Regions from separate parts of the Sus scrofa genome. Here region 1 is linked to region 2. A link is a contact called in public HiChIP or PLAC-seq data. All regions are on one chromosome and are shown on one strand. Each heading gives the region's core, a stretch centred on a gene start, on an enhancer-like site or on the middle of the called end of the contact. The rest is flanking DNA. Distances are from core to core; before and after follow the strand shown. Region 1 holds the start of LOC110256807. Region 2 overlaps CTBP2 (C-terminal-binding protein 2).

Evidence for each region. HiChIP or PLAC-seq counts read pairs in DNA pulled down with a chosen protein or histone mark.
Region 1: an H3K27ac HiChIP or PLAC-seq map of skeletal muscle shows a contact between it and region 2. The contact joins the promoter of LOC110256807 here to the enhancer-like site in region 2. A contact is called at or near these places in 1 of 5 promoter capture datasets (fetal skeletal muscle), 11 of 47 Hi-C or Micro-C datasets (alveolar macrophages, brain, fetal heart ventricle and 6 more) and 2 of 2 datasets of contacts at active chromatin or transcription factors (alveolar macrophages and skeletal muscle).

What each region holds. Positions count from the first base shown.
Region 1 is chr14:134,485,355-134,490,442 of Sscrofa11.1, forward strand. LOC110256807 reads left to right here and starts at 3,344. Exons shown (of 1, transcript XM_021073633.1): 1 at 3,344-5,088. The coding sequence starts at 3,372. The coding sequence ends at 4,457. CTBP2 (C-terminal-binding protein 2) reads right to left here and starts at 3,451. Exons shown (of 11, transcript XM_021073631.1): 1 at 3,322-3,451.
Region 2 is chr14:134,388,050-134,393,302 of Sscrofa11.1, forward strand. All of the region lies in intron 2 of CTBP2 (C-terminal-binding protein 2), which reads right to left. Among named protein-coding and RNA genes, the nearest start is that of CTBP2, 98 kb to the right of the region's middle. Within about 2 kb of position 1,767, at least 35 of the 83 cell types and tissues checked have an H3K27ac peak or open chromatin away from gene starts, as enhancers often do. A contact at or near this core is called in alveolar macrophages, fetal skeletal muscle, retroperitoneal adipose tissue and 2 more, where this site is marked.

The DNA.
Region 1 (5,088 bases), core at 2,094-4,593, 99 kb after region 2:
TAATAGCTGCTTTCTACCAGGACAAACTGGGGTCCTCTACCCCTCAGGCACAGAAAACCAATCAATGCCATAAATTCTCTGCCTTCACTCTGTACAGGGGACAGAGTGGGGGAGGGGGTGACCCTACACCAACACTTACACTAAACCCCTCAATGCTCTACAGAAATATGCTGGCTTATTTCCTTTGTTTGGTCCTGTTATACTTGATCAAGTGTGAACGATTAAACTGGTTTCATTAAAGGCAAGTGCATTCACGGCTAACATTCAACTTCGATGGCAAATGGAAGCCTATTCTGCAAGGAGGGCCTGCTTTTTTGCTTGAAATCTACCCTCTCGTTAACTTTTCTTTGGGGGGCAATAAAAAGGGGTTTTGACCGGAGCGGTGGCAGCAGCTCAGAGATCTGATGCTAGACAAAAGGATATTTAGTGTTTCAACTCTGGGATACAGACCCTCGTACTTGAAAAAGAGAAAAGAAATGCTGTTTCAATATTAAAGCCTGTTTGACTGAAACTGTTTAATGAGCATTTTGAATATTACTTTATAATTGCTCTAAGAAGTACTCTTTGAAATCAAATTATGAAAACAAGATCCTTTAAGCTCCCATTACTCCAACATGTAAAAAATGTTATTCAAAAAATCAAAACAGTGGAATACTCCGAAGTACATGAAATCTACCAAGTTCTACTTTGAGAACCCTAGAGGCAGAACAGCAGTCTTAGGTACAGAACAAGAGGTAAATTTTAGACTGTCTTTGAACCCAAGCACCCAGCAAAGAAGAGTGTCTTCTTTGAAAGAGTAGTACGGAGAATTTGATACATAGTTCGCCAAAGTCGGGAGGCAGAATCACTTAGTAAACTAACCAAAATAAACGTCCCCGCCAAATTATCCATGTCAGATAAAAATATACCAGTCTCTACAATATCCAACAGAATTGCAAATAAGGCACTTAGCATTTTAAATTCCCAATGCATATTTATAGAATTCTCTTGTCTACCCTTCGAGCCATTCACATCTGACTCTAAGAACTTAACCCGATCCTCCAGTCTTTAAAGAGGGGAAAAATCCAGAATGATCTGTTTACCCCGGATAGGGCAAGTGAGCCCTGCTTCACGACGTAGGCCACTGCCAGCCGCCTCCACCGCAAGGTCGCAGAACAAGCGGGGATTTCTACCAAAAATTCCTCCTTTCCCCCGTCAAATACTAAACAAGGGGACCCCTGGAGCCAACTGCTGCTTGGGCCGCCTCGGGAAAAAGTATTCGGGGGCTGGAAGCACCACACGCACTCTCGCGCACACGCACACAGTGTCCGTGACCATCGGCGGCGGCGGCAAGCGAGCCACCGGAGGGAGTGTGTGCGCGTGTGTGTGTCTCGCTGCGGCCAGCGGTGACCGCGCCGAGCTCCCGGGCCCGCGGCCTCCCAGCACCAGGGAGCTGCGTGGGCTGCGCACGACCGGCCACGCCGCGGGCCTCCCGCTGGTGAAAGATCTCTGCGCGCCTCGGCTCCCGGGCGCCTCTGCCCAACTTGCCCCGGGGCGTTGGGAAGAGCGCGAGGGAGAGAAAGAAAGGCGCTTCCCTCTGGTCGCTCGGGTCCGTCCGGCGCCGCGGAGGACAAGGAGGAAGAGGCGACCGCGGCCGCCCGGCTGTCGCTGCGCCGCGCCGAGTTACCGCGGCCCGGGGCGCGCCCCCGCCAGCCCCTCCTGCGAAACTTTTTCTTTTTGGATCGCCCCACCCGAAAAGTGCGGCCAGGGCGGGGGAGGCCGGCGGGCCGGGTTCGCGGCGGCGGCGGCGGCGGCGGCGGCGGCGGCGGCGGCAGCGGCGGCGGGCGAGGAGGAAGTGGTGCTGGCGGGAGCGCGGCCGGGCAGAGGAAATGCCCAGCCAGCCCGGCCCCCGCCCGCGCCCGCGCCCGCCGCCCGGCTCGCCCCGGGCCCCCGCCCCGCTGCGACTTTGGCGGGCCGAGCCCGGCGCGGCAGTGGTGGTGGCGGCGGCAGATGTGGCCCGGCTGCCCGGAGAAGCCAACAATGCGGGGCCGGCAAAACAAAAGGGTTCCACTTCGCCTCCTTTCCCGTCTTTCACTTGCGCTCCCGGGGCGCCGCGCGGGATCCCCTGCCGGCAGGGGCCGCTCCCCTGGGGGCCCCGAGCCGAGCGCGCCCCGGTTTCCCAGTGGACCCTCAGCTCCCCTCCCCCGCCCCCGCCCCGCAGGCGAAAGGCCCGGCGCGCTCGGACTCCCGGTCCCGAGGGATCCGGGTGTATTGTCCCCGCGGCGTGCCGCGCGCTCGGCCTGGGTCGCTGGCAGCCCCCGCGCGCGCACCCACCGGCCTCGGGGAATGGGAGCCGGGGGCACCTAGGAAACCGTCGCCGAGACGCCGCCGCCGCCGCTGCCCTCCGGACGCCGCCGCACTCGGGGTTTCTTTTTTTTTTTTTTTTTTTTTTTTTTTCCCAATCCTGATGGGAAGGAAGGTGACCGCCTACTTCGCATTCATCAACTCTCATCACAACAACAAAAATCCTGGCGCAAACGGCGGCCAGCGGGCGCGATCCGCGGTGGCGGGGGGGGGGGGCGCGGGCAAGGACCCCCAGGCCGGCGCCCACCCCCAAGCGCCGAGCAGGGACACCGGGCCGGGGGCGCAGACCAAAGATGTCCTCGGATGCCGGCTCCGTGTCCTTCGCCCTCCTCCTCCTCCCCCAGTGGCGCAGTGAGGCGCGGGCGCGGCGCCCCCAGCCCGTGGCCGCAGGTGAGGCGGGGGCGGGGGCGGCGGCGGCCCCAGCCCTCCCCCGGGGCCCCCCTTACCTCGTCCTGGGCCGCCGGCGTCCAAGGCGAAGGGCGCCCACCCGGGAGGCGGCGGCGGCGGCGGCGGCGGCGGCGGCAGCGGCGGCGGCTCCCGCCCCTCCCACCCCACCCGGCGGCGGTGGCGGTGGCGGCGGCTGTGCGGCCCCCCCCTCAGCGCGGCATGGCTCCCGGCTCCGTCCCTCGCTCCTTGGGCCGCCGCCGGCTCTTCTGGGCCGCTCCCGGGCCACCTTAAAATGACACACGCACACAGGGACACACACACAAAAACTTAATCTCTCCAGCTCCCCGCCCCTCCCCCTACTGCCCTTCCCTCTCCTCCCCCTTCTCTCCCCTCCCCACCCTATCCCTCCCCTTCCCTTCCTCCTCCTCCCCTCACCGCCGAGCCTCTTCCTACTTCCCCACCCACCCCACCCCCTTCCTCCGCCCACCCGGCTCCCGATCCTCCCCAGCTCCGTCCCGGCCCCACGCCCGCCGGCCGGGAGGGGGCTGCGCTGGGGGTCCCCGGCCCGCCCTCGCCCCGCGCTTCGCTCACCCCCAAGAGGATGCTAATTCCAACTTGGATCGGGGGAGGGAGCGTCCTGGATGCCGAGCGCCTCCCGGCTATTTGCTCTTCTTTATTTGTTTTCTCCTCCGGGGAAGGAGGAGGAAAACGGAGAGAAAAGGAAAGGGAAAGAAGCGACGCCGACTGCGTCTCCCGGTGGCCGCTGGCTGCGCAGGAGCGAGGCGGGAGGCGAGGTGAGGGTCGCCGCCCGCTCACTCCTCGCTCCTTTTTTTTTTTTTTTTTTTTTTTTTTTTTCTCCTTTTTTCTTTTTTTTTTTTGGGCAAAGGCGGGGTCTCTCTTTGCAAACCAATGACACAACCCCACATGGGCCGGCCTCGCCCCCTACGGATACTCTTCACTACAAATCGGCTCTCTCGGGGATTAGTGGCTCCGCGAAAGTGCACACAGGCGCGGCGGGCGGGCGAGGGGGCCGGGCGCGGCGGGCACTCCCCGGCCAGGCCCCGCCCGGGAGGCCCTCGCGTAACGCTGGGGCCCTGGCGGCAGGGGTGGGGGTCCAGCGGCGGCGGCGGCCAGGAGTCCGGCCCTGCCTTCGCCCTCCTTCCTCCTCCGCCCCTTCCACGTGGGGCCCCGGGCGGCCGGCCACGTGGGGGGACGCGAGCCCGGGCGGACCGCGGCGCGGCGCCCCGAGGCGGCCCTGGCTCCTTCGGGCCCCCGCCGGGCCCACGGCGCCGACGACCTGCCCCCTTCCCGGCCCCACGGCTCCAACTTCCTCCCGGGCCCCCGCGCCGGCTGCCTGTGCCTTCTCAAGGCCCGCGGGGTCAGGCGCAGGCCGGCCACAGGGGGCACTTGCGCTCCCCAAATCCGGATCCGGGAGACGGTGCCCGCGCCTGGCCCGAGGGGCGGCGATAGCTGTGGGTGCGCGCAGAGGGAGCCCTGTGTGCTGGAACTTGCAGCGGTTGCGTTCCCTACAAGAAGCAAAAACATTTTTTACACATCAAAAAAAAAAAATGTTCCTTCCTGTTGCTTGGATCTCGCCGGGGCTATTTTTAAAGCCTCGCCTTGGGTGGGAGCTCCGGGCCTCGCGGGACGGAGGCGCTCTGCGGCCGCAGCGGCTCCAGAGAATCAAGGACCTGGGCTCGCGCGCCGCCCCAACGCGCCGAGGTTAGTGTCTGAACACCAGGATCCAGGCCGAGCGCCGGCCGCACCTAGACGAAATTGCACGCCCGTGACCCGCGGTGTGGGAGCCCAGTTTGCGGAAAGGAGTCAGCGGCTGCGGGCTGGGAGGGCTCTTTTGCCTGCGCCCCAGAGCCCCCCAAACTCATCTCACGTCTCTGAGATCGGCCGCGCGTCCTGCAAGAGCCCCTCTTGGGCTGAATGGAGCCCTTAGTCTCGATCTGTTTAAAAACCATATTGAGATGTTAGGAACTGGATTGAGACGTTGAGCAGCAAAGGCGTGGGAAGGGGTGTGTGAGGTCTGGCCTCTGCAGGCCGCAGGGACTGCCATGCCCGGATCTGAGTGGCGGAGTTGAGCCTCCCACGTACCCGGAGTGCACCACACCCTACCAACCGGAGGAAACTTGGGCTGGGGCCTGGGGCCAGAGAAAGGGCCACCGAACCGCTGGACCCTCTTCTGCATCCCGAAGAGCTCTGCTCTAGGCCTCTCGGTCTATTGACATTTTTAAAACTCCAGCGCCCGCCCGCAGCGGGGGGTGAGTTCTCGCTACTCGTTTGCTAAAGCTGCGCCCAGGTTGGCCTGTGCGACAGGCAATGTGGGGGCCTTGACTCCGGATGACCGTT
Region 2 (5,253 bases), core at 517-3,016:
GCTCTCCGATTCAGAGCAGAAAGGACGCAGGGACCATGAAAGGGAGCCCGCACAGAGCTTCAGTTTCCTGCGAAACGTGAAAGGACAGAGGGGAGCTGACCTACCAGCCACCCTGCCAGGAGCCCAAAAGTCAGAAAAGGCCCTGGAGCGTAACTGTGGATGCAAGTGTACACACACACGTCCACACACACACACACACACACACGTCCACACACACACACACACACACACGTCCACACATGCTCCTGTGGCTTTCGGTGGTTTCTTGGAACCACGGCATTTCTGGAACATTCCAAGATTTGACAAGTTGACAAATCCAAACTGCTGGCCTCACAGATAGAGAGCCGGAGGGAGACTCAACCCCACCAGGTCCCTCTTAGCCCAGCTTTCTGCTCATTCCTACAACTCCCAGGTCAACCCAGCTGCTCTGCAGAGGTGTTAGTTATTGGGAAAAATCTGGAGCCAGCTCAAGGCACACCAGCCAGGTTGGAAAGGTGCTGCCACACTGCAGCGAGGCGCACCCCCAGCCCTGAACCCTGTCAACACGCCCGCCTCCTCCTGGGGAGCCCCCAGACCGGAAGCCAGGAACAGCCAAGGGAAGGATCAATAAAATAAAGAAAAAACTAAACTTATTAAAAAAAAAAAAAAAGAAGAAAAAAAAGTCCAGTTAGAAAGGTAGGCGGCCCTTGACACGGCTCCTCTGAAGAGGGGGACCGGTGACTCCTGCTGTCTGGTCCTGAAAGGCTGCCATGGTTTTTACAAGTGTCACTTGAAGGGCCACGGCTCCCCGAGAGCTTCGTGTGAGGCGGGCACTGCTCTAGGAGCTTTCTGAGCATGAACTCACCAACCTGTACACAGCTGGCCTGAGAACACATTCTGCTGTGCCGCATTCAATAACTAAGCCGTCTACACTGCAGAGAGCACACCCAGCACAGTCACCCATCTGAGTCACCACACCTGCTCTGGGCGAGGCTCTGGGCGAGTCCTCAGCATCCCAGGTGCTCCCCGGACAAAGGTGCTCCCCCCACGCCGGGGATTTCAGAAGGCTGAGCCTAGAGAATGCCCACGTCCTTTCGGATGGAGTCACAACCCAGCGCCCCTCTGGGAATGTGCTGGTCCCCAAGCTATACGCTGTTTTATGCAGAAAGGCCAAGATACTGACACCATCGTCCTGACTCCAGAAAAGACCCAGCCTCCGGGCAGACGATGCTCTGGTCTCTCGGACGAGGGATGGAGAGGCCACAGAAACATCCACGGGCCTGGGTCCTTCGGCGAGATCACTCCCAACCCCCACACAGGCGCTGAGAGGTGGTACCTACTGGGGTCCCATCTCCCAGGCACACGTGGCCCCCCAAGTCTGATGAGCTGTGACAGCGGCACGGATCCACATGCAGCGCCCGCAGTTCTGGAAGGGTCCCTCGGGGAGCTGTCGGGTCCTTCACGGCACTCTTGGTGTGTGAGTCTCCACTCTAGCTTTTCGTGGAAGCTGAGGCTTCCCCGCTGTGCATCCATCCGGCCCTGGGAAACGGGGTGGGCTCAGCCCCTTACTACGCCGGGGACAGACAAGGGGACAGACGAGAGACGAGCCCGAGCTCAAACAGCAGGCAGAGCGCTCTTCTTCTCAGACGGACTCAGCAAGGGTTAAAGGGAGGTTCAGAAACAAAACTTATGAAAATGGCCCCAATACAATTTGATGAGGTCAGCGAGTAGAGCAGCCTAAAGACACTTGTAAGAAAAAACATCTGTCGGGGTCGAAAGGTCGGCAGGAAGTGAGTGGGACTGGGGCGGCTCGGATTGGCCAGCCCAGCACTCCTAGAAAGAGAGAGGCACATGGCTTAACTTAGCCCAGAGAACAACAAAAACCCCCTTTCAATTGTCCTCTGACCAGCCCAGCCCCCGCCCCTGCTAAACAAGGGGCCGAGCCCCCAGCTATGACATCCAACCAGGGCCCCGCCTGGCAGTTGGCGCTTTGTTGGCTCGCTGATGGGTGACCAAGGCTGAAATATTCCTGAAGGAGCAGCAATCTCTAGGGAAGGGGGTGCTTACAACATCTCCAGCTTGACTCTTTGGTTGGAAAACAGCGTGGGTCAGTTGAATGGCCCATGTTTCAATAAATCCATCATCGCAAAAACCAAAACAAGAGGTTTCTTTGGAAAAACAGGAAGTCTTGGTACATAACATGGCTTAAAATAGGGCCAAGTTCATTTGTGGACAAAACCCCGGCCCCCAAAGCCTCTCGGCCAGCTCTGTCCAGTTCCAACGTACCCTCTAACCCTCCTCAGGACCCCCTCCTGTTCCCTCGGGTGACAGGCTGGCCTGGCCTTTGTTCCTCTGACACAGGGCACCGGCTGGGCTGGCCGGCCAGCCAGCCCGCTTCCTGTCCACAAGACCCAGGAGGAGCCGGCCTCCAGCTGGCTGGTGCAGAAACCAGGCCTGGGGCTTTTCATGAACTGGGTCCTGTTTCAGGCTTCTCACTGGACTCTCATAAAAAGCGGACGCCTTCCGGGAGCAGAGTTCTGTTTGTCGGTTACAATGACAGAGCTGGGTTACATAGAAGCTTTACAGTGGGACAAAAACTCCCCGGCTAGGACCTGACCTGAATCCCTGCACAGCAGGCAGAGGGCGTCCGGCTTCATCCACGTCTGAAAGATGGAGCCTCTTTCCTTCCAGACCAGGCAGGAGAGAAGCCAGAATTCACAGCTTCCACGCTTCCCAAAGACGCCCACTTTAAAGATCACAGGCAAGAGAAAACCTGCAAAACGTACTACAAGTTCGTCAATGGACAAAGGTATCCTCGTGCACGTCTGTGTCTGGGAGGCGCCTTGTGTGTGCATGTGCCAGCCTTCGCCAACTACAGCCAGTGCCACTCCCTTCCCACAAACCACCAAGCCCCAGACGGACGGTGCGCACACAGCATGGCGTGAGCTGTATCCTAATTTCACCCGTGTTAAAAGGTGAAGCCACACAGTGTACACAGAAAGATCACAGAATCAAGTCAGCCAGGTTCTTCGAGCATCGCCCGCCACCACCAAACTCCGCTTCCCAGGGCCTGTTGCTCTTCCAGGACCTGCAGAGCATCCCGTTACCCCCAGGGAAGGTAGACAAGTTTCTGCACATTACAGCCACCTGGAAACTACCTGCTGTGTTGCACTAAGTGACTTTTTCTACACCCAGGCTTAAGGAGAAAATGCTAGTAGTTGTTTCGGGATTCTGGCGGGGTTTGCTGCTTTCCGGAGAAGAAACGCAGCTGCTGCTCCATCAAGAGCAAGACCCACGGGCGTTCCCTGGGGGTCTAGGGGAGGACTCGCTTTCGCCGCTGCAGCCCGGGCTCCATCCTTGGTCTGGGACCTGAGGTCCCCACCAAGACTGCCCACTGCAGCCAGCAAGAAACATGCAATTTCATGTCAGAAATGAGAATTTAAAACTCAGTCTCGGGTATGTGGACAACTGTGGGGGGAAGCACAATACATGACTTTAAAAAACAAGGTGATGTAGATGAAATTTAGGTTGGACCCAAGACCTGCCACCCTCCACCCACCCAAACTCCCAGAGTCCTGGACCTCAGGGAGGGCTGTGGCCGGAGGCGGGCGTGCAGGGCCAGCGGGCCGCCCCAAGGACACCAGTGCTGGAGTGGACCCAGCCAGGAGCCCATCTTGCTGATCTCCTGCCCTCCCCCACCAGCTGGGCAGAAGCTTCCAGGGATCAGAGAATTGGCCAGCCCCTGGGCTTGCTCCTCTGGAGCCCAAGAGCTGCAGAACCAGGAAAGGGGACACCTGGGAGCCCAAGTCAGGTCTCACTTTTGCTGCTCTCCTGGGAGAGACACTTTGGATGAAGTGGGGTTCAGGATCTAAACAGGTGCTCCCAGGACTCACGAGTGAGCCACAAGGCTGTCACCCTCTGAACGTGCTCCCCTGCCTTGCACGCCCCCCCCCCCGCCTTGGGTGCCCCTCACCAGGGGCCAAAGGCCAGGAAGCCCCTTCCCCGAAGCGGAAGAGCTGCTGTACCGTGGCCACAGCAAGCCACTTACTGAAGTCCCACTTCTGAAGAGGGAACAGTATGGAAAGCTTGAGCATATGTGACAGCACGCCGCTGAGGCACACAAGCACGCCACGCCGACGTTTATTTTAAGGCCTCGTGTGCTATTTTCACATCCCCCGAAACCTCGCCAAGGGGATCCGCAAAGGAAACAGATTCGCTGGGGCCACTGCGGGCTCCCGCTTTGACACAAGGGACCAGCACCCATGTCCAGCACCTCCCCCGAGACAGAGGTCATGAAAGAAGGCATTCCAAATTATTCAAGTTCAAGTACTTGTATCTTTTTCTTCCCCCCACCCCAAACTGAAAAGGTCACAAGGGGCTTTTAAATGGGAATGCAATTTTCTTATCCTCTACCCCTGGCCGTGATATTCTGCACCCCTGTCGTGTGTGTGCGTGCGCACACGTGTGTGTGTGTGTTTACGCGCACGTGTCACAACCCACGACTGTCACACTGGTTCTGAGCAAGTGACACTTGCTATGGGAAGAAGGGGCCATGCTTAGGCCCCGGAAGGGAAGGTTCTGGAGCCGTGACCTCTGCCTGCAATGACGGGCAGGGCAGTCAGGCGGACAGAGGACTGCACGTCTCCTGTGAGGGCAGAAGCGTGACCGTGGAGGGCGAGGGAGCCAAGAGATCTCAGACAGACAAAGAAGGTTCTCACAGTTAAGGAGAGGCTGACCCCGTGATGCGAACCACACTTTCCCTGAGAGATGCCCCCTCTGCCCAACATGGGGGGAGCAGGGAACGGAGGCTGGGCCAGGCCTGACAGCAGGCAGCAGTCGCCCTGAGCAACGGGGGTCGGGGTGCGGGTGCCGAGGTGAAGGGATGGGGGTGGAGGGGCGTGACGGTCGGTCTCACCCCTGCAGATGTGTGCCCCATGCTAGAACCTCTGGTGCTGCCCCAGAGATGGGCCCAAGGACACCCCACAGCTGGCCCCCCACTGGGCCCAGGTCCCCGGAGGTCCCTGTCACTCGGAACTCTCACGGGATCCCTGCGGAGGCACACAGCCCTGGTATGTGACCTTTTTATTTTCACTCAAAACATCCTTCCCGGGCCCATCCCAACAAGCTGAGCATACTATTTTCAACCAAGGCCTTGGCATTGTCTAGGAATGTTTTCAGGACTAAGCAAATCGCTAAAGCAAACATCTTATTTTTGTCTGCTAGGACAGCCAAGCAGGGTAAAAATATTTCCTGCGGGGACTTCCAGTGGAACTG